Regions from separate parts of the Mus musculus genome. Here region 2 is linked to region 1. The links are chromatin contacts, called in public HiChIP or PLAC-seq maps. All regions are on one chromosome and are shown on one strand. The core of a region is the stretch at or near the end of the contact, and the rest is flanking DNA. Distances in the headings are between cores, read along the strand shown.

What was found. HiChIP or PLAC-seq counts read pairs in DNA pulled down with a chosen protein or histone mark.
Region 2: an H3K27ac HiChIP or PLAC-seq map of hepatocytes shows a contact between it and region 1, with 2.6 times the contacts expected there. The contact joins the promoter of Cyp2e1 here to the enhancer-like site in region 1. A contact is called at or near these places in 2 of 39 promoter capture datasets (both in liver), 8 of 484 Hi-C or Micro-C datasets (liver and nephron progenitors), 3 of 115 datasets of contacts at active chromatin or transcription factors (hepatocytes and liver) and 2 of 9 other capture datasets (adipose tissue and pancreatic islet).

Annotation. Positions count from the first base shown.
Region 1 is chr7:140,718,009-140,723,582 of GRCm38.p6, reverse strand. It overlaps the pseudogene Olfr542-ps1. Among named protein-coding and RNA genes, the nearest start is that of Olfr541, 17 kb to the right of the region's middle. Within about 2 kb of position 2,207, at least 5 of the 459 cell types and tissues checked have an H3K27ac peak or open chromatin away from gene starts, as enhancers often do. A contact at or near this core is called in adipose tissue, hepatocytes and liver, where this site is marked.
Region 2 is chr7:140,761,850-140,767,239 of GRCm38.p6, reverse strand. Cyp2e1 (cytochrome P450, family 2, subfamily e, polypeptide 1) reads right to left here and starts at 3,421. Exons shown (of 9, transcript NM_021282.3): 1 at 3,213-3,421; 2 at 2,281-2,440. The coding sequence starts at 3,389.

The DNA.
Region 1 (5,574 bases), core at 958-3,457:
TGCCCTTTCTCTCATGAAATGAAACTAAAAAGTGTCCCATGTCTGATTCCTTCCTCACTACTCTTCTATCCACCTGTATCAGGCCCTGACCCTCACCTGGAGCTGGACTCCTCCATCCTAACAACATTTTTTTCTGGCTCAACTCAACTTCTCCTGGCTCAACATCACTCATTTTCAGTCTGCTCAGTCTCTTCTCTTCTTCAGTCTTCTTTCTTCCTGCACCACCTCTCTTCTCTAACTCTACTTTCTGACCATACTCTCCTGCCACCTGGACTCTACTCTCTTCTCCCTCAGCCTCTGCTGGCTTTTCATGTCCTTTACTGTTCTCAGAAGTCCAAGAGGCATGACTCTAAAGGTTATAGGGCCAAACAGTTCTAACAGTGAAGCATTCCCAAAGAGCCAGTTGACTAGCCACTGGGGATCCTTTAAAGGGCCAGGAACATAAAAACAAATCACACTACATTACAGGAATTAAAGTATGTTCAGAGAGATATGTCACTATGCAGATATGTAGATTGGAGATAGGATTAGTTATATATGCTAAGAAATTAGAGTAGAATTAGGTACTACCTGAAAAATTTCAGATAGAATGAGGAGTAACCAAGGAGCCTAAGTTCAGGAGGCAAAAACAGGTCATTTTTGTTTGATGAGGAAAGGTTGGGGGCATGGTATATAGAAGATTTTGAAGAACAGAACATGACAATGTATTGAGGGAGGGAGAAGATGCCAAGAATAGGTTATTAATTACCCCCACTTGTGATGGCTAATATTGATGATTCACTTAACAGGAACCAGAATCACCAGAGACAAGATTCTTGGTAGTCAGTGAAAGATTATCTAGATTACAGTAGTTAAGGTGGGAAGACCTGCCCTAACTATGGGGCATCACTATTCCATGGTCTAGAGACCCAGACTGTATAAGAGAAGAAAGTGAACTGAGTATGAACACTCATTGCTCTCTAATGTGGATGCCATGTGTCTATGTGGCACTTCTGCCATCACGTGTTTTCTGCCATGGTGAGCCAAACCCCAAACCTTTGTTATGTTGCTCCTGTTAGTTTATCAAAGCAACGAGAAAAGTTAGCTCATCCACTAACAGCGTGAGTAATTGGGAAAGAGTGATATTGACCATTGGGACAATAAAAAGGAGTAGTGGTAACTAAGCAAAGGCTGAGAGAAGCCAAGCTCTGTGGCGGTGTTGCCCTGGAATATTAACCTAGATGGGAGAAGAGCACGTCAGGAGCCTGAGGTGGTGGTTCTGAAAATGAGACATTTATTGATGACCCACAGACCCCTGAGGCCCAACCAAAATAACACAGCAGGGCCGACAATACAGTGCCATCACCTATGACTGAAGGCTCTTTTCTTTATTATGACAGCTGCCTCTGTACTCCATGGAGCTACTCTCAGTAAGGCAAGTGTGAGAGGAGCATAAGCCTGAAGGGCAGCTTGTGCATTTCCATCTGCAGCTTAAAAAGTTGCACACGTCTCCCATGGCTTGTAGGGTCTTATTTCCCAGTGTATAGATGGGCAGGTTCAAGGTAGGGCTCAGGACTGTGTACAGCACTGAAGACACTGCTACTTTCCAGGATGTCGTTTAAAGGGGTGCTGACACAAGCACAGAGCATGGATAAGCACTGCACAGGCTACTGGGTAGTGTGAGGTTGAGTTGCAGCCACAGGACTGTAGGGTCAGCAAGAAGTTGATACCTCCATAGAAGTCTTTGGCCATGAGAATCATGACGCTGTTTGCAGCCACATTATCAGACCAGTGTGCACAGATGCATTTAGTGCTCATATGGACCACATACCCATGGCTTAGTTCCCACAGCTGTGGGCTTATCCTAAAATTACAGTGCAGGGACAGCAGATGGCCACATCGTAGTCATAGCATTGACCATGAGCAGCAGCAGCTCAGAGGATGCAGACTGGACAAGGAAGAAGAGCTGGGCCATGCACTCCTTGAAGGAGATGGTGTTTTCCTCAGACACTAGGCTAACTAGGGCCTTGGGAAGCACCGATGAGGTACAGACAATATCCATGGTGGCCAGGTTGCACAGGAAAAAAGTACATGGTTCTGTGGAGCCCAGTGCTGGACTCCAGAATGATGTTTGCTGCATTGTCTGGGAATGCTATGGCGTAGAAAGACAGGATACAGCCAAGCAGGAGCATTCACCAACTCAGCTGTTCTGAGAACCGTTGCAACATGAGCCCAGTCACTATTGTCTGGTTGGCACTCGACATTAGCACTGAACAGCTCTGGATCTATTCCTGTGTCTACAAGCCTCGGAGACAAGGTCATAGTCCAAAACTTCAATGTCCGTTTTTCATACTTTACCACCTTAAAACTTAGTCTGTTGACATAAGGGGGTGGAGTGAGCGTGTTTCTCTCTTGGCAGCTTGTCTATCCATCACCCACCCCTTCTATTTATTTTCTAAACCCAATTTCCTTCATTTATTTATTTTTTTCAGTTTCTACCTTTGAAACTTTCATTGTTTAGATTTAGGTTCTCGCCATCGTGTAGTAGAGCATTATTTATTCAGAGCCTGTCTACTCTGTGATCTGCTCCTCCCAAGTTGTACTCTGGTGATGTTGTGAAGATGAATTTGTACCCTTCACCCTCAGAGCAAACATTCTCATAACCACCGGCACCTCTTGGAAAGACATGCTGAGATGTCTCTTGTAGACTCTGTATAACCTTGTCTCCTGGGATCTCACTCACTATCCTTTCTCCGATGTGTGCCCCCCACCCCCAAATGACTGTCACATATTGGATCAGGGTCTAAGGCAGCGGAGAGTATGGTGGGTATAGATAACAAGGAGACTGTCAGAGAACAGCTCCTTTATTGAAATAGAGAGGCTATATGATAGAGCTAGACTCAGGAGAGAGAGGAGAAAGGAAAAGGGAGGAAGTATTTCAGCAGGGGCAGGGACCTTCCAAGCATAACAGCTATATTAGCAGACTGCTGGTTACATGATTTCTGAGAAGCCAGTTCTCTGGCAGGGGAAACAAAGATTGAACTGGCTTTATCATTACTTGGTCTTTGTCTTTATGGAGTTGAGCAGGCACAAGCCTGATTTGGGTAGAGATCAGCCCTACTCCCACCATGTTTTCTGAGAGCTCTCCAGGGTATGGGCAGTGCTCATCTGGTTTGGGAACCCACACTCTGGTACTTCTGTGTGCTCTCTGGTTGCTCACATCTCTCTTCATAAACTCTGATACTTCTGTATGGTCTATTCTTGCCCACATCTCTCTTCATAAACTCGGGTCTTTTATAAGCCTTACTTTCTGTGATCCATCAGTCTTCCTGGTTGATTCTATCATTACCATGATGTATCTCAAATATGTTATCTCAGGGAGCCCTCCTCTCTGTCACAGGCCCGTGAACCCCAAAGTACTCTATGGCTTTTCTGCCTTTGTGCCTGGTAACCATTCTTGACTCAACAAGCCTATGGCTCATGGCATCACCACTTCCCAGAGCCTTTTCTGTGGGTTTTATATGCACTGTTAGCAGGCAGCTCATTCCTGTCATCAGTGTGTGAGGGGGGGGATGGTGATTGTTCTTCAGAGCATGGCTCAACTTTTCTGATAATCTTATTGTTTACCTTTACCAATAATAATAGTCTTTCCAGGAAATACCTGTGCGATGACCTGAGATCATCCACTGGCCTTTTCTCCATGAACACACACACACACACACACACACACACACACACACACACACACACACACACACCATTCTACCCCTACCAATCCTTCGTGTGACAATCCTTTGTGGTGCTATTTATCTGAAAATGCTCTCCATCGTTCACCCCTCTTTTACTCTCTGCAATCCCAATCCCTCATGATGTAGCACACGTGTGATGAGTTAGTCACTGGAGTTGTTCTAGCTAATGCAGTAAAACTCACCACTTCTGCACTTTTCCCTACTCTACCTTGTACTCTGTAAGCTTCCACCTCTGCTCCCATAACACTTCTTTTTCTTATCATTACTTTTAATTTAAAAAATAATTTCCAGAACAGGACTCATGACCTGAATTCTCTCAAGCTCATAAATGAACGTTAGATTAGTTAAATACAGCCACCATTTCTATAGGGCACCTTTCCTGTCCCCTATTCCAAGCTGGAGAGATCCAGCTATAAAATTTGTCCTAGGAAAAGATGCTGATGGTGCGAGAGCTGACTATGCTTCCTTGCTGTCATAGAACTGGTGAGCTGTATCTACCCTGTGGGTGACTCAAAAATCTCATTGGCGGTTCTATGTTATAATAAGAACTCTAGATAATAAAAAAAATATTCTGACCCATTCACAAAAGACGGCAGTTAATATGCATAGTTACCCTGGCTATAAATAAAATTCTCCAAAGTATCATTTAGTGGCAGAAAGATACAAAAAAGAGATAAGAGCTACACAGTGCTGCCTACAAGGCTTGTGTTACCTTTGAGGACGCATAGTGGACGAAAAGGAGTGGGGTCTGTGATGGTTGACCTTGATTTGTTAGGATTTAGGATCATCTAGGAGACACACTTCTCAGTTTGTTTGTAAGAACATTTCCAGAAGGGATTAACTGAGTGAAGACGTCGCACCCTCAGTGTGGGTGGTACTCTGCAATGGGTGGTCCAGATAAACAGTGGTTCAAGGAAAAAAGCAGCTTGTGTTTCACTTAGCTGCTGCTGTCTCAGCTTCTGTGTCCCTTCGGATATTTCATCTGAAATGGACACACTGGAAAAAGCGTTTCCCTGAGTCTTTTGTACTTGGCACTGCCTTGCCCCTACATTTAGCATATTGCTCACATGCTAGTATGTCCCCATGCCTTTCTTTTTGCTACACTTGAGACTCTAAAGCAAGGTTACTGACTTCATTGACGAGCTTTATAAAGTAGCTTATTCCTCCTGCTCCAGTTTTTTTGTTTTAATCAAATTTACCTAGCTTTTAAAATTCTTCTTTTATGAAGATTTCTTAGCAAAATAAGAAACATCACAGCCCTTCCTAGTCCCCATCAAGGACACTTATAAAGGCTGGGAGCTGCTGTGATTCGCGGTGGTAAAACTAAATGCTCATCCTGTTCCCCCTAAAAATGGCAAGCTAGCAATTCTTCCTCTCACTGCTTCTTTTCAGCATTGTGCTAGGAACTAACTTCACTACTGGAGGCTGAAAAGATGTGAAAGACAGAGGTTGGAGAGGAAGGAAAGGAACAAGTGTGTTTTTAATCTGAGTACAGCACTAGTCAGTCATGTGGAATATTTTGTGATTCCACTACAAAATGTCTCTTAAAAGAAGCAAATGAGGTCTGGAGAGATAGCCCTGAGGTTAAGAGCTCCTTTTGATCTTGTAGAGGTCATGGATCCAGTTCCCAGCATGAATTCAGCTCAAAACCACCCATAACTTCAGTTCCCTTGGATCTGACACCATCTTCTAATGTCTGCTGGCTCATGCATGTGAGGTGAAAGAAAAACAAAGGTGAAAATGTTATCATCGCTGCAAAGGGTTTTACATTTGAATATAAGCTTAATTAAAAACATATACATTGCCACCAATTTTAAATTTAAAATGAAAAATTTCCAGTACCAAG
Region 2 (5,390 bases), core at 2,172-4,671, 42 kb before region 1:
AGAGTGGCAGAGCTGGCAGCCAACCTCTGCGGCAAGGGGGCCTTTCACTAGGCTGACTATCCAGGTCAGGACCACACTTTCTCAGCATTTACTCAAAGATGCGTGCACTTATCTTGGTACATTGCCACACACCCGTGCTTAATGTTATGAGAACAACCATTCACAGGAAGAACACCGGAGACTCAAAGTCATCCTTACCCAAGGCCCACCTGAGTTATAGAGCCCGCTGTTGTGTGGGATGCATGACAGTAGGACTTTGGAGCCCCCAGGCAGGGGCAGCAAATGCCTCTTGAATGTAGCCTGTGGAAAGACAGACCCTAATTGCACCGGCCTATATCCTGAGCTGTGCTAGAGGTTTGTGCCCTTCCCACAGGTCCTTGTCACCTTGCTTGGTCCCTCTTCAATCAGAGGACAAGGACTGAGATAGTCACTTCTGTTTTTTTCCTCCTGAGATAGAACAGAAACCCACAGTACTGATTAGGGGACATCAAATGCCTGAGGTAAAATCGTTCTGGAAACAGTCTGGGAAACCAAGCTAGGTACCGAGGGGAAGACATAAAGCTGGCCATGCTTTGACCTAAAGTCTCACACAAAAGGAAAAAGCTTCATAGAAACCCATCGCCAGTGCTGACTCGGTGGAATCAGGGCACCTTATCTCTCATCGGCTTTGGGATACTTGGAGTGAAAAAGAGGAAGTAAGAAAGTACGGTTAAGATGGAGGCTGGGGAGGCAGGTGGCACCAGTGAGCTGGGAGTAGCTCTGGCTCTGGGTGCCCACACTCAGCAGAAGGTGGAGCTGTGAAAACACAGAAAAACTAGTCTCTCTCTCTCTCTCTCTCTCTCTCTCTCTCTCTCTCTCTCTCTCTCTCACCAGCTACAATAGAGGAAAGCAAACACCTAAGGCCTGGCCCATCCCTACAAACAGAGTGCCAGGCAGGGGTAAGCGAGTGAAAGGACTTGTGTGCATGCAACCCGCTACAGCTCAGAGACAGATGAGGCTGAGTGGAAAGAGTCCCAAGAAGCGTGGACAAGCACAAGAGCCCGAGGAGCAATCCTTTGGGGAAGACTTCCTGGGTTCAGAAACAATCCATCTGCCATTCTCTATTGCCACACCATCTCCAGTAGGATCTGTGTGACAAGTTCCACAGACTGAGGCGACTGACCTCAAAAGGGGGAGGCCTCCTGGAACTGGTTGTGGAACTCTTTGCCCGAGGGGGGAAAATATTGAGCTGTACTTCTCATGGTAATCTATCTGTTTTGTTTTCTCTTATTCCTTTTCTTATCTACATGTTCCTGGTAGCCTAGGCCAAGATCTTAAGCAAGAATAATGGGTAAGAAACCATCCCTAGAGAAGGGGTCATGACCTTATCCCTGGGGAAACCAATGCTTTACTTTTAAAATCATTTACAAAACTATTTTGATAGATACAAGTTTTCCCAACAATAAAATTTCATATGGCTACACGTGTGTCATCAGAGGTGGGTTTTAGTATATGGTAAAGAAAGCCATAATTAGAAAGAATTAAAATAGTTTAAATTTACACTTTGAAGATTTATAAAAAAAATCAGGCACTAGATGTTAAATAATAGTTGACCATGGGGCTGGAAAGTTAGTTCAGGGGTTAAGAGCACTGACCACTAAAGATTTATTAACCTGCTCTTGGAAATATGCCACTAACCTTGAATGACAGCCCCTACTGAATACACCCTTTTAGGATTGTTATATTTTGATGATTTATAATGATGTTACCTGTTCTGTTTGTGATTCACTGAATACATAGTTTCAGAGTTGTAATGCTTGAATGATCTTTGTGCTTTACTGTGCCAAATGATTTTTGTTGGTATTTGTGATTGTTTTACTGGATACAGTTTCTAAGAGATATAATGTTTGGTTTTTAATGTATAAAATCCCCTGCTTGAGAGCTACAAAATACAGTCAGATTCAAACTGCCTCTGTGTTTGTTTCTGTTTGTCACTGCCGAATCCTTACCCACCTAGCTTCAAGGACCCTCATTCCAGAGCCCCCCATACCTGGCTGAGGTGGTCCTTGACACTCTTTAAGTCAATCAGGGCTATGGTGAGGGTGGAGGTCTGGAGGTGTCACGGGTTCACAATGCCTGCTCAGTACAAGCCGAAAAGCAGCTTCCATGCAGGTACAAGACATCATCTGAGCCTTTGCCTTGTTCTTTATTCTGTTGCTGCCACTAAGATTTGTAGGATCAAATGGTACTCGAAGTACTCTGTTAATTTGCCCCCTCCTACAGCTCAAGAAGCCAACTTACCCTTGTTCTTGTACTCCTGGAACACAGGAATGTCCCCTCGGCCAGAGAACTCATTCTTGTGGTTCAGTAGCACCTCCTTGACAGCCTTGTAGCCATGCAGGACCACGATGCGCCTCTGACCCAGGTGCAGTGTGAACACTGGCCCGAAGCGCTTTGCCAACTACAGGGACCAATGCACAGAACAGGACTTAGCCTGCTTTAGACAGACCACATCTCCTCTTATTGTTCCTGTTCTTCACAGAGAGTTAGAGGGACTTGGGGAAAGGGCATTGTGTCTAGTCTGATATGGGGATACTCTTTCCACCTCAAGCTTCTGGGTTTGTGGAGGACCTTCCTTCTATCTAGACACAATTCTCTTCTCTGTGCCTAAACAGGCACAATCAATGCCAACACTCACCACATTCTTGTTTGCCTCTAAAGTTAAGGCTCTACCTTACCTAGCAGTACAAGCTAACTTGGAGCCAATGCTCTTGAAGCCTGTAGCTAGCCTGCCACATGCAAAGACAATCCTTAACAGACACCAAGCATCAATTCCATGCCAGGTAGCATTTTGAGGGCTGGTTAGTCCATGCAATGTTCACAGCATTAGCAAAAGGCAGATGCTGTTATTCTGGGGAGTCACAGCTGGCTCAGCATTTTCCTTTTCAGTCTGTTCTTGGACACAGGTTGATACCAGCCAGGATACACCTGTTGTATCAGTTGGCACAGGAAGTTAACAACAACATCAGTATCTCATAATCACTTCAAATGTACAGGGCCTCTGAGCCTGTATGGCACTACTCACGGTGAGTGTTCCATGCCCAAGATGGGCTGAACTGTTAATTCAGTATCTTGGTAATCTGTCATTGGATAACAGCTGGCACTGAGTTTAATATATACACATTATATCTAATCTCTAACTCGTTTTCTTAATACAGCAATGTTTCCCTTACCTTGGTTAAAGACTTGGGAATATCCTTCAAATCCAGCTGAAAAATGTTTCCAAAGAAAGGAATTGGGAAAGGTCCTGGGGGCAGGTTCCAACTTCTATAGATCTGTTTCCAGATGGATACGAGGAGGAGGGTGGCGATCCAGACAAGCAAGGCAACGGTGATGCCAAGAACCGCCATGGTGCCGATGGGGCTCCACTCTAAATTTGTAGGAATTTCCTGAGGAGAAACAAGGATTTTATAACGTGTCGTTGAGAAGGAGGGTGGCTCATCAGCCAATAACCACTCATCTCCCTTGGCCTAAAGTGCTGGTTTATTATTAGCTGCAGTTGGCTATCATTTCAAAGGCTGACCCTTGGAGCCATTGCCTCTTAGAAGTTGCATCTACTGATCTGACAAGGATGAGGCTGGGCCCTGCCAATCCTCTGGTTGCTGGCACCTGTCAGGGTGCTGGTGAGTACATGTAGGAATACCTCACCAATTCATAGGTCAGTCCTGGGGGTGGGGGAATGTCTTCCCCATGGCACTGGTCAGCACAGAAGGCATGCATTCAGATCATGTTTGCATGTGTTTGTTTGCTGGGAAAGGTTTTTTTTCCAACCATTTACTGCTCATTCCAGGCCAAAGACAGCACTAGGCTGCAGACCTCTAACTTCTGATCTGGCACCACAACCCTAATGGCCCACCTGGAAATTGAGGGCAGAACAGGAAATCTCACTTCTGGATCCCATTTCACGTTGTCAAATCAACCAGAAAATTCCATGGAGGCAAAAAAGTAGAGGTAAATAAAGCTAAAGCACTTTGAGATATTCTGAGTGTCTGTGTAAGCGAATATTTGCAGTGCCAAGGACCAAACCCAGGGCCTTGCACATGCTAGGCAAGAGCACCTGAAAGGTACTACCTGTCCTTCAACAGCCCCACTTATTTGTAAAAATGTAGGTGGAAAATGTTTTTCAAAACACTTTGTCAAATACAGAAGAAAAAAAGAAGAAATTTTTTAAAAATTGGATTTGTTCCATGTGCTTGTTCATCCAGGGGCGCAGGGCTGGTCCCCACTCCTCTGCATTGTAAGATGCCAATACATGTGAGACTACTGATTATTTCTTTTGTACAGCCCCATATTCACTTTTCTGTTATGGTTCTAGATATATTGTGTGTTTTAAAAATGAATGAATCTTTTTTTGTCACATTGTCTTCAGACTGATAATACAGAAAAGATATGAGATGAAGCCTTATAATTTTATATTTTTGTGGAACTATGCATCTTTGGATGCATTAGAGAACATGACAGTGGATCTAAGTAACAGATTTTTGAGTTACTTATGGCTCATGATTCTTTCATCTATATAAAATGATGCTGTACACCATACACCTGAATGTTCTCTGAATAAACCAGTAGTAGTATAGACTACTCTGTCCTTCAAACCCCAGTTGTGGTTTTGCACTCTGCTCATTAGTTAAGCCTCCTAGACTACCAGGGACAGTTGTCATTTTAGTTATTTTACTCTCATACAGCACATCACAACCAATGTTTCCTTCTCCTTCACTCCTCTCTCCCCCAGATCACTCCTGTTGCCCTTTGGAGAAGAGTAGACCTCCTAGGAATATGCATAAAGACTAGGCACCAAACCCCATATAAAGGCCAGACAAAGCAACCCAATAGGAGGAAAAAGGTCCCGAGAGCAGGAAAAAGAGTCAGGGACACCCCCACTTCCACTGTAGGAGTCCCACAAAAACACCAGGCTAACATCCATGACATACACAGGGGATCTAGGGGAGACCCATGCAGGCTCTGGGATTGCTGCTTAAGTCTCTATGAGCCCTGTTAGTTGATTCTGTGGGCCACGCTGTGAGATTCTACCTGAAACCCATCAGAATGTCTAAGATCAATAACACAAGTGACAACTCATGCTGGTGAGAACTAGTAGCAAGGATAACATTTCTTTATTGCTGGTGGAAGTGCAAACTTCGATAGCTACGTTGTAAATCAATATAGTTTGTTTGTTTGTTTAGAAAACTGGGATTCCATCTACCTTAAGGCACAATTATACCACTCTTGGGCATATACCCAAAGTATGCTCCATCTTACCACAGAAACCCTGTTCAACTATGTTCAAAGTGGCTTTATTCATAGTAGCCTGAAACTGGAAACAATCTAGATGCCCCTCAGCCAAACAATGG